Linked DNA regions of Rattus norvegicus: region 1 is linked to region 2. A link is a contact called in public Hi-C data. All regions are on one chromosome and are shown on one strand. The core of a region is the stretch at or near the end of the contact, and the rest is flanking DNA. Distances in the headings are between cores, read along the strand shown.

What was found. A called contact is a pair of places that touch in the nucleus more often than the background predicts.
Region 1: a contact with region 2 is called in a Hi-C map of Schwann cells, with 4 times the contacts expected there. The contact joins the enhancer-like site here to the promoter of Btbd16 in region 2. A contact is called at or near these places in 5 of 12 Hi-C or Micro-C datasets (the A7r5 cell line, Schwann cells, kidney and 2 more).

The regions. Positions count from the first base shown.
Region 1 is chr1:194,822,528-194,825,697 of GRCr8, forward strand. No RefSeq gene overlaps it. Among named protein-coding and RNA genes, the nearest start is that of Plekha1, 34 kb to the right of the region's middle. Within about 2 kb of position 1,839, at least 5 of the 93 cell types and tissues checked have an H3K27ac peak or open chromatin away from gene starts, as enhancers often do. A contact at or near this core is called in Schwann cells, where this site is marked.
Region 2 is chr1:194,764,094-194,767,522 of GRCr8, forward strand. It overlaps Btbd16 (BTB domain containing 16), which reads left to right and starts at 1,907. Exons shown (of 16, transcript NM_001017464.2): 1 at 1,907-2,108.

The DNA of each region.
Region 1 (3,170 bases), core at 589-3,088, 58 kb after region 2:
GTCAGTGTCCCTGCAGCTGGTGATGGTGTCCCTGCAGCTGGTGACGATGTCCCTACAGCTGGTGACGGTGCCCCTGCAGCTGGTGATGGTGTCCCTCCAGCTGGTGATGGTGTCCCTGCAGTTTGTGATGGTGCCCCTGCAGCTGGAGATGACAGTGTCCCTGCAGCTGGAGATGACAGTGTCCCTGCAGCTGGTGACGGTGCCCCTGCAGCCCCTGCAGCTGATGACAGTGCCTTTGCAGCTGATGACAGTGCTCCTGCAGCTGGTGACGGTGCCCCTTCAGCTGGTAATGGTTTCCCTGCAGCTGGAGTCGGTGTCCCTGCAGCTGGTGATGGTGTCCTTGCAGCTGGTGACCATATCCCTACAGCTGGTGATGGTGCCCCTGCAGCTGGTGACAGTGTCCCTGTAGCTGGTGACGGTGTCCCTGCAGCTGGTGATGGTGTCCCTACAGCTGGTGATGGTGCTCCTGCAGCTGGTGATGGTGCTCCTGCAGCTGGTGACGGTGTCCCTGCAGCTGGTGATGGTGCTCCTGCAGCTGGTGACAGTGTCCCTGCAGCTGGTGACAGTGTCCCCGCAGCTGGAGCTGGTGTCCCTGCAGCTGGTGACAGTGTCCCCGCAGCTGGAGCCGGTGTCCCTGCAGCTGGTGATGGTGTCCCTGCAGTTTGTGATGGTGCCCCTGCAGCTGGAGATGACAGTGTCCCTGCAGCTGGAGATGACAGTGTCCCTGCTGCTGGAGATGACAGTGTCCCTGCAGCTGGTGACGGTGTCCCTGCAGCTGGTGATGGTGTCCCTTCAGCCGGTGATGGTGTCACTCCAGCTGGTGACGGTGTCCCTGCAGTCAGGAAACAAAGAGATGGATGCTGACGCTCATCCACTTTCTCATTTCTCTTCAGGCTGAGGCCCCAGTCCAGGGATGGTGACTCCCACATTTAGAATGGGTCTTCCTGCCTCAGCTAACCTGATCTAGGAACTCCTTGAGAGACACTGAGAGGCTTGACTCACAGGTGATCCTGTCAGATTGACAATCCGTGCTGATCATCACAGGCATCCTTTGAGACAACACACTTGCATCCAACAGCACATCTGAGATGTGACCACAGTCGCCTGGAGGTGCAGTTTACCAGACAAGCACAGTAGTGAAACTCCTTAGAAACATCAGTACTTCTCACTAACAGGTTACTGAAGAACAATAAGAGAAAAAACATAGATCAGAAGTGACCACCATCACTGAGGGGCGAGGCGGGGACACCCTCTGGCATGGTTTGGAGGGCTCTTTGAGGGTTTTTTTTATTATTATTATACATGGGTTATGCAATGCATGACTGCAGGAGTTCTGTGGGTGATGCTAGAAAAGACTGCAGTCTAGAAGCTTCCATTTCTCAGTGAGACATGCAATGATGAGACCTTAAGGATCATGGAGGACAGTTACCCACATTGAACCGTGATTTCTCTTTCATGCATGTGTCTATTCTGATTGACACATGCACTGGTTTCTAATGTGTGGCCATAATGAAGTGTCTTTCTGGATGGCCATTCAGCAAGAGGCAAGAAGAGAGGGAGCAGCTTCAAGGAGATCTTAGGGATCTTCTTTTCCTGGTGAAAATAAGAAAGAAATCATCCTCTAATACAGCATCAATACAGCCTCCTTAAGAAGACCCCCCCCAACCCTCAACCATGCACACACATGGGAGAAGCATGTGCTCTAATTCTGAGAATCCACTCCTGTCCACCAGAGGGCACAGTTGATCTCAAACTTGGGAGCCAGAATTCCAGTGGCTGAAATTCGGCAATCTGGAAAAACTCTCTGTCCTAGTCAGAGTTAACTGTCAACTTGACACAGTGCAGAGGCATCTGAGAAGGGAGGCTCAGTTGAGGAGTTCCCAGATCAGACTGGCCTGCATGCGTGTCTGTGAGGCATTGTCTTCTTTTTAGTTGATGTAGAAGGGTCTGGCCCACTGTGGGCAATACCATTCCCTGGGCAGACAGTCCTGGGTTGTATTAGAAAGTTAGCTATGCATGAGCTTGTCAATGAACCAGCTGGTAGACTCCCTCTGTTGGTTTGGTTTTACAGTCTCCCTTTGAGATCCTGCTCAAAATTACTTTTGGTCATAGCAACAGAAATGAAACTAGAACACACACCTAGAAGCATTGGGTCCTCCTCTCTTAATGGTTAAAAACGAAACTAACACATCTGTCATGAGACGCAACAAGTTCACCCATACCGTCTCTGAACTTGGGAAGTATAAGTCTTGAGACAAAATTTCTCAAGAGGCTCTCACAAGCTCTTCTTACAAGGTAAAGCTTCACAGAGTCAGATTTTATGATCCATGCTTACAATGGCCAATCAGTGGGCATGGACACTAGACAGTACTGCGTCCTATGTGCTCCTTCTGCAGCGGACTGCCTGCTTCTCTCATCCATCATCCCATCTCCCAGGTCCATAAGGAAGGAAAGGGTTGTTCTGGGAAGTCGGTCCTCAGTTCACTTGGTGCACAGCAACTCTCAGGTACCCACTGACCTAGAGTCGGGTCCTAACTCTGCCTGTAAGTGGCTGTGTAACCTTAGGCAGTCAGGTAACCGCTCAGCCTCAGAGTCCAATCTGACTCGTCAGTCACCTAAGCATATCATAAACACTGGATGAGTGTTGGTCCTGTTGCTTACCAGCTGCTTGGCAACATTTTGTACTTATTGAAAGTTAAGACCGATGCCACATGGGCTTGGGTGCATCCTTCTCAGGACCCGCTTTGCTGATGTAGAATGAGATGGTTCAGCTGGCGGCTCCCTTGGGAGTAGACGAGCAGCTGAGCCTGTGAAGCAAGGGTGGTGTTGATGGGGAAGTGACTTTACCACAGGCTTGTCAGAATAAGAACGAATTGTGGGTTGGGAAGGTGGCTCAGTGGGCAAAGTGCTTGCCAGACAAGAACGAGAGTTGAGATGGAATCCTCAGAACCCACATAAAAAGCCAGATGTGGTGGTGCACACCTGTAACCACACTGCTGGGGTAACGAAGGCAGGAGAATCCCGGAGCTCACAGGCCAGCACCTGGCCAAATCAGTGAGAGACCCTGTCTCAAAAAAAAAAAAAATACAACTGGGTATTTTTTGGTCCCAGAATTTGGGAGGCAGAGGCAGGCAGATTCCTGTAGGTTCAAATTGAGGTCAGCCTGGTCT
Region 2 (3,429 bases), core at 657-3,156:
AGCCATGCTGGCTCCTCCAGGATCTGCCTTACTGAGGGACTGGGCCATGTGTTTCCAGTCCCTTGGCTTCTCTTCTGGGATTCTGAGGGGCTGTGTCAAGACAACACAGAGGTGTGAGACTGAGGTAGGCCTTCCCACAGGGGAAGATACGGGAAAGATGTTCCTCCTGCTTCAGTCTGTCTTCTGATATTACAGGCTGCTCCAGGAGCTCAGACATCTGTACTCTCCTGAGGCTTATTGGGCTGCTGTAGGACTCCTTCACTTGTCTGCTTCTTCATTTCAATAGACTGGCCTCAAACTTCCTATATAACTGAGGACGACCTCGGACTTGTGCCTCAACTTCCCAGTATTGGGAGTACGGGTTTGCATCCCACATACCTGCTCAAAGAAGATTGTTTTACATTTCTTGTGAGATAATTCATCCTTTATGGTCTGGTTGGAGGTTCAGTTACTGTTTCGACTGTGCTATACTTCCCTCTCCATACAACTGTGTGTGTGTGTGTGTGTGTGTGTGTGTGTGTGTGTGTGTGTTCACTCACATAAACAGCCACTTGTGGCCTCACAACACATTTCTGGAAATGCGTCCGTGCCTGAGCGTGTGCACACAGCCTCCCCATCGGAGGAGTTGCCGTGTTCTCTGTAGGAACTTGCTCACCCGTCTCTCTGGAGCCTAAGCGGTGCTATCAGAAGCCGACTCATTCTCGCCAATCAGAAGCCGACTCATTCTCGCCAATCCTTACGGATCCAGATCACGCCAGGGGAAACAGAAAGCTGCCCCCTGAACATTGGCCTAAAGCTAGGATGGTGGGTCTGAACCCCACTCTTCCCTCCCATAGGGCAGGTCCTTGTCATCTGCAAGTGGATGCCTCCGGGTAGAACTTTCAGGGAGGGATTGCTGCTAGAGCTGTTTTCACGTACGTGTGTCTGACTTTGGCACACAGCTCAGCTCTGGAGAGAATCATGGAGCGATCTACCGGGGAGCTGAAGGCTTCTGAGCCGAAGGTTTCAGAAAGGGATTGACACGAGCAAGGTCAAACATTGGGTTCAGGAGCGGTGAGGATTGGGTCTCCCTGGGACACTTTCCCAGTGTGGCCAATAGGAGGCGCTCAGGGGCTGTCTTTTAGCCGGTAACCCAAGTAGTACCGGAAATGGTATCCAGAGGGCAGGTGTGGTGTCAGGAGGGTCAGGTTCTTAGATTTCAAACAGCTTAATTCAAATCACGTATAAAGCCCTCTATTCCAGAGAAAGTTTACATGGACGGCTGAGGTAAAGGGAAGGGTGGAAGCAACAGAGAGGGCAGAGCTGCCCTACAATGCTTTTGCTTAGGTACTTCCTTCCACACACACTATCACACCGTGGCCTGGGCGGTGGGCTAGGAGGGAAGCAGCAGACCAGACTCAAGGTCAGAGAGCCGACAGCATGCACTCTGGTGGTATGGGAAATGTTGCAAAGGCTCTCCCAGTGTGTGTAGCTCATTCCTCTGCAAAGGAGCACAACCGGGCTGCAGGTCTTGCACTTTGAGACACTAGTGTCTGTCAGAGGCTGGATACACTACCCACCATTCTCTCCCATATCAAGAGACACAGTGTCACCACTATTAATAATACAGGGATGGGGGGAGGGAAATGTGTCTACACACAAACGTATATGCACAAATATTGATGTAGTATTAATTAAGGTTAATTTTGGCCATGGAATTCAAATTACCTTTGTTGTGAAAATATTTTGGCAGCCAGTCAGAGTTATGCTAGTGACAAACTGTCACTAACAGTCTGTTTTCTGACAGCCTTGTCTCCCTCCCCTCCCCAGAGAACCACAAGCTGAGCTAACATCAGAACCCGGAAGAGGAAGTCCTTGGAATCTGACTGCTGTTGCCATGGTGCCCACAACTACCCCCTGGAAGCCAAAGGCAGGCTCCCCCAGCAAAGCATCTCATCCCATAGGAGAAAGGGGTGAGCCCCGGGTGTCATGAGAGCCTTCAAGATTCGGGCTCAGAAGGCGCCGAGCCTCCAGCTCTCCCTTAGCTCAGTGGCCAGCGCAACCAGCATTTCTCTGCTTCACTCTCGTCCTCTGTGAACGGCCCCTGTGGGCAGCAGGACTTCAGAACTGTAAGTGGGACTGGCGCCTCATCCACAGCAGAGACCAAGGGGTCAGCCAGTGATGGGAGCTGTTTGCATGTGGCTCTGTCAAGGCAGGGAGGCGCTTCAGAGGGTCCTGGCTGGGAGCTGAAGGAGAGTCACAGGCAGCGTCCTCACCAGAGGACCAAGGGAGCAACAACTAAAGCTCACCAAGGGCACAGCTCCCAGTGAGACATAAAAATAAAACACATTTCAAGGCTACTGAGATACTCCTGGGGTTCAAGGCCAGCTAGGAAGACTCTTGTGTAAAAGAAACAGAAGGTAGGCGGCTGCCTCTGAACTGAAGTGAGCCTTTTCTATGGAAGGCCCTGGCAGGAGCAGTTCTTCATATGCTGACCAGCTTTGCATGAAGTCTGCCTGGAGCCTACTCCCTTCTCCTTAGATGTCTCTGGGCCACGATGAAGACTCAGAGCTCGTATGTGGAATAGTGGAAAGTAGGCAAGGGTTTTAACTACAGAGGTGCAGGGCCATTTTGACTTCAGTGTGAAAAACAGAGAAGCAGCTATGAATCCGGAGGTGGGAACACAGCCGTGAATGAAACCACATGTGTGTGGAGGAGTCTGTGTGTGTGTGTGTGTGTGTGTGTGTGTGTGTGTGTGCTTAGTGTGCTCTGTGGTGTGTGTTTAGTGTGCTCTGTGGTGTGTGTTTGTGTGTTTTTAGTATGTTGTATAGTGTGTGTGTGTACTGTGGTGTGTGTGCGTGTATGTATGTGGTGTGTATGTGGATGTGTTTAGTGTGCTATGTGGTGTGTGTGTGTTTAGTGTGCTGTGTAGTGTAGTGTGTGTGTATGGTGCATATGGTGTGTGTGGTGTGTGTATGTGTGTGTGTTTAGTGTCCTTGTAGTGTGTGTGTGTGTGTGTGTGTATGTGTGTTTAGTGTGCTCTGTGGTGTGTGTTTAGTGTGCTCTGTGGTGTGTGTTTGTGTGTTTTTAGTATGTTGTATAGTGTGTGTGTGTACTGTGGTGTGTGTGCGTGTATGTATGTGGTGTGTATGTGGATGTGTTTAGTGTGCTCTGTGGTGTGTGTGTGTTTAGTGTGCTGTGTAGTGTAGTGTGTGTGTATGGTGCAGATGGTGTGTGTGGTGTATGTATGTGTGTGTGTTTAGTGTCCTTGTAGTGTGTGTGTGTGTGTGTGTGTGTGTGTGTGTGTTTAGTGGGCTCTGTGGTGTGTGTTTAGTGTGCTCTGTGGTGTGTGTTTAGTGTGCTCTGTGGTGTGTGTTTGTGTGTTTTTAGTATGTTGTATAGTGTGTGTGTGTGTACTGTGGTGTGTGTGCGTGTATGTATGTGGTGTGT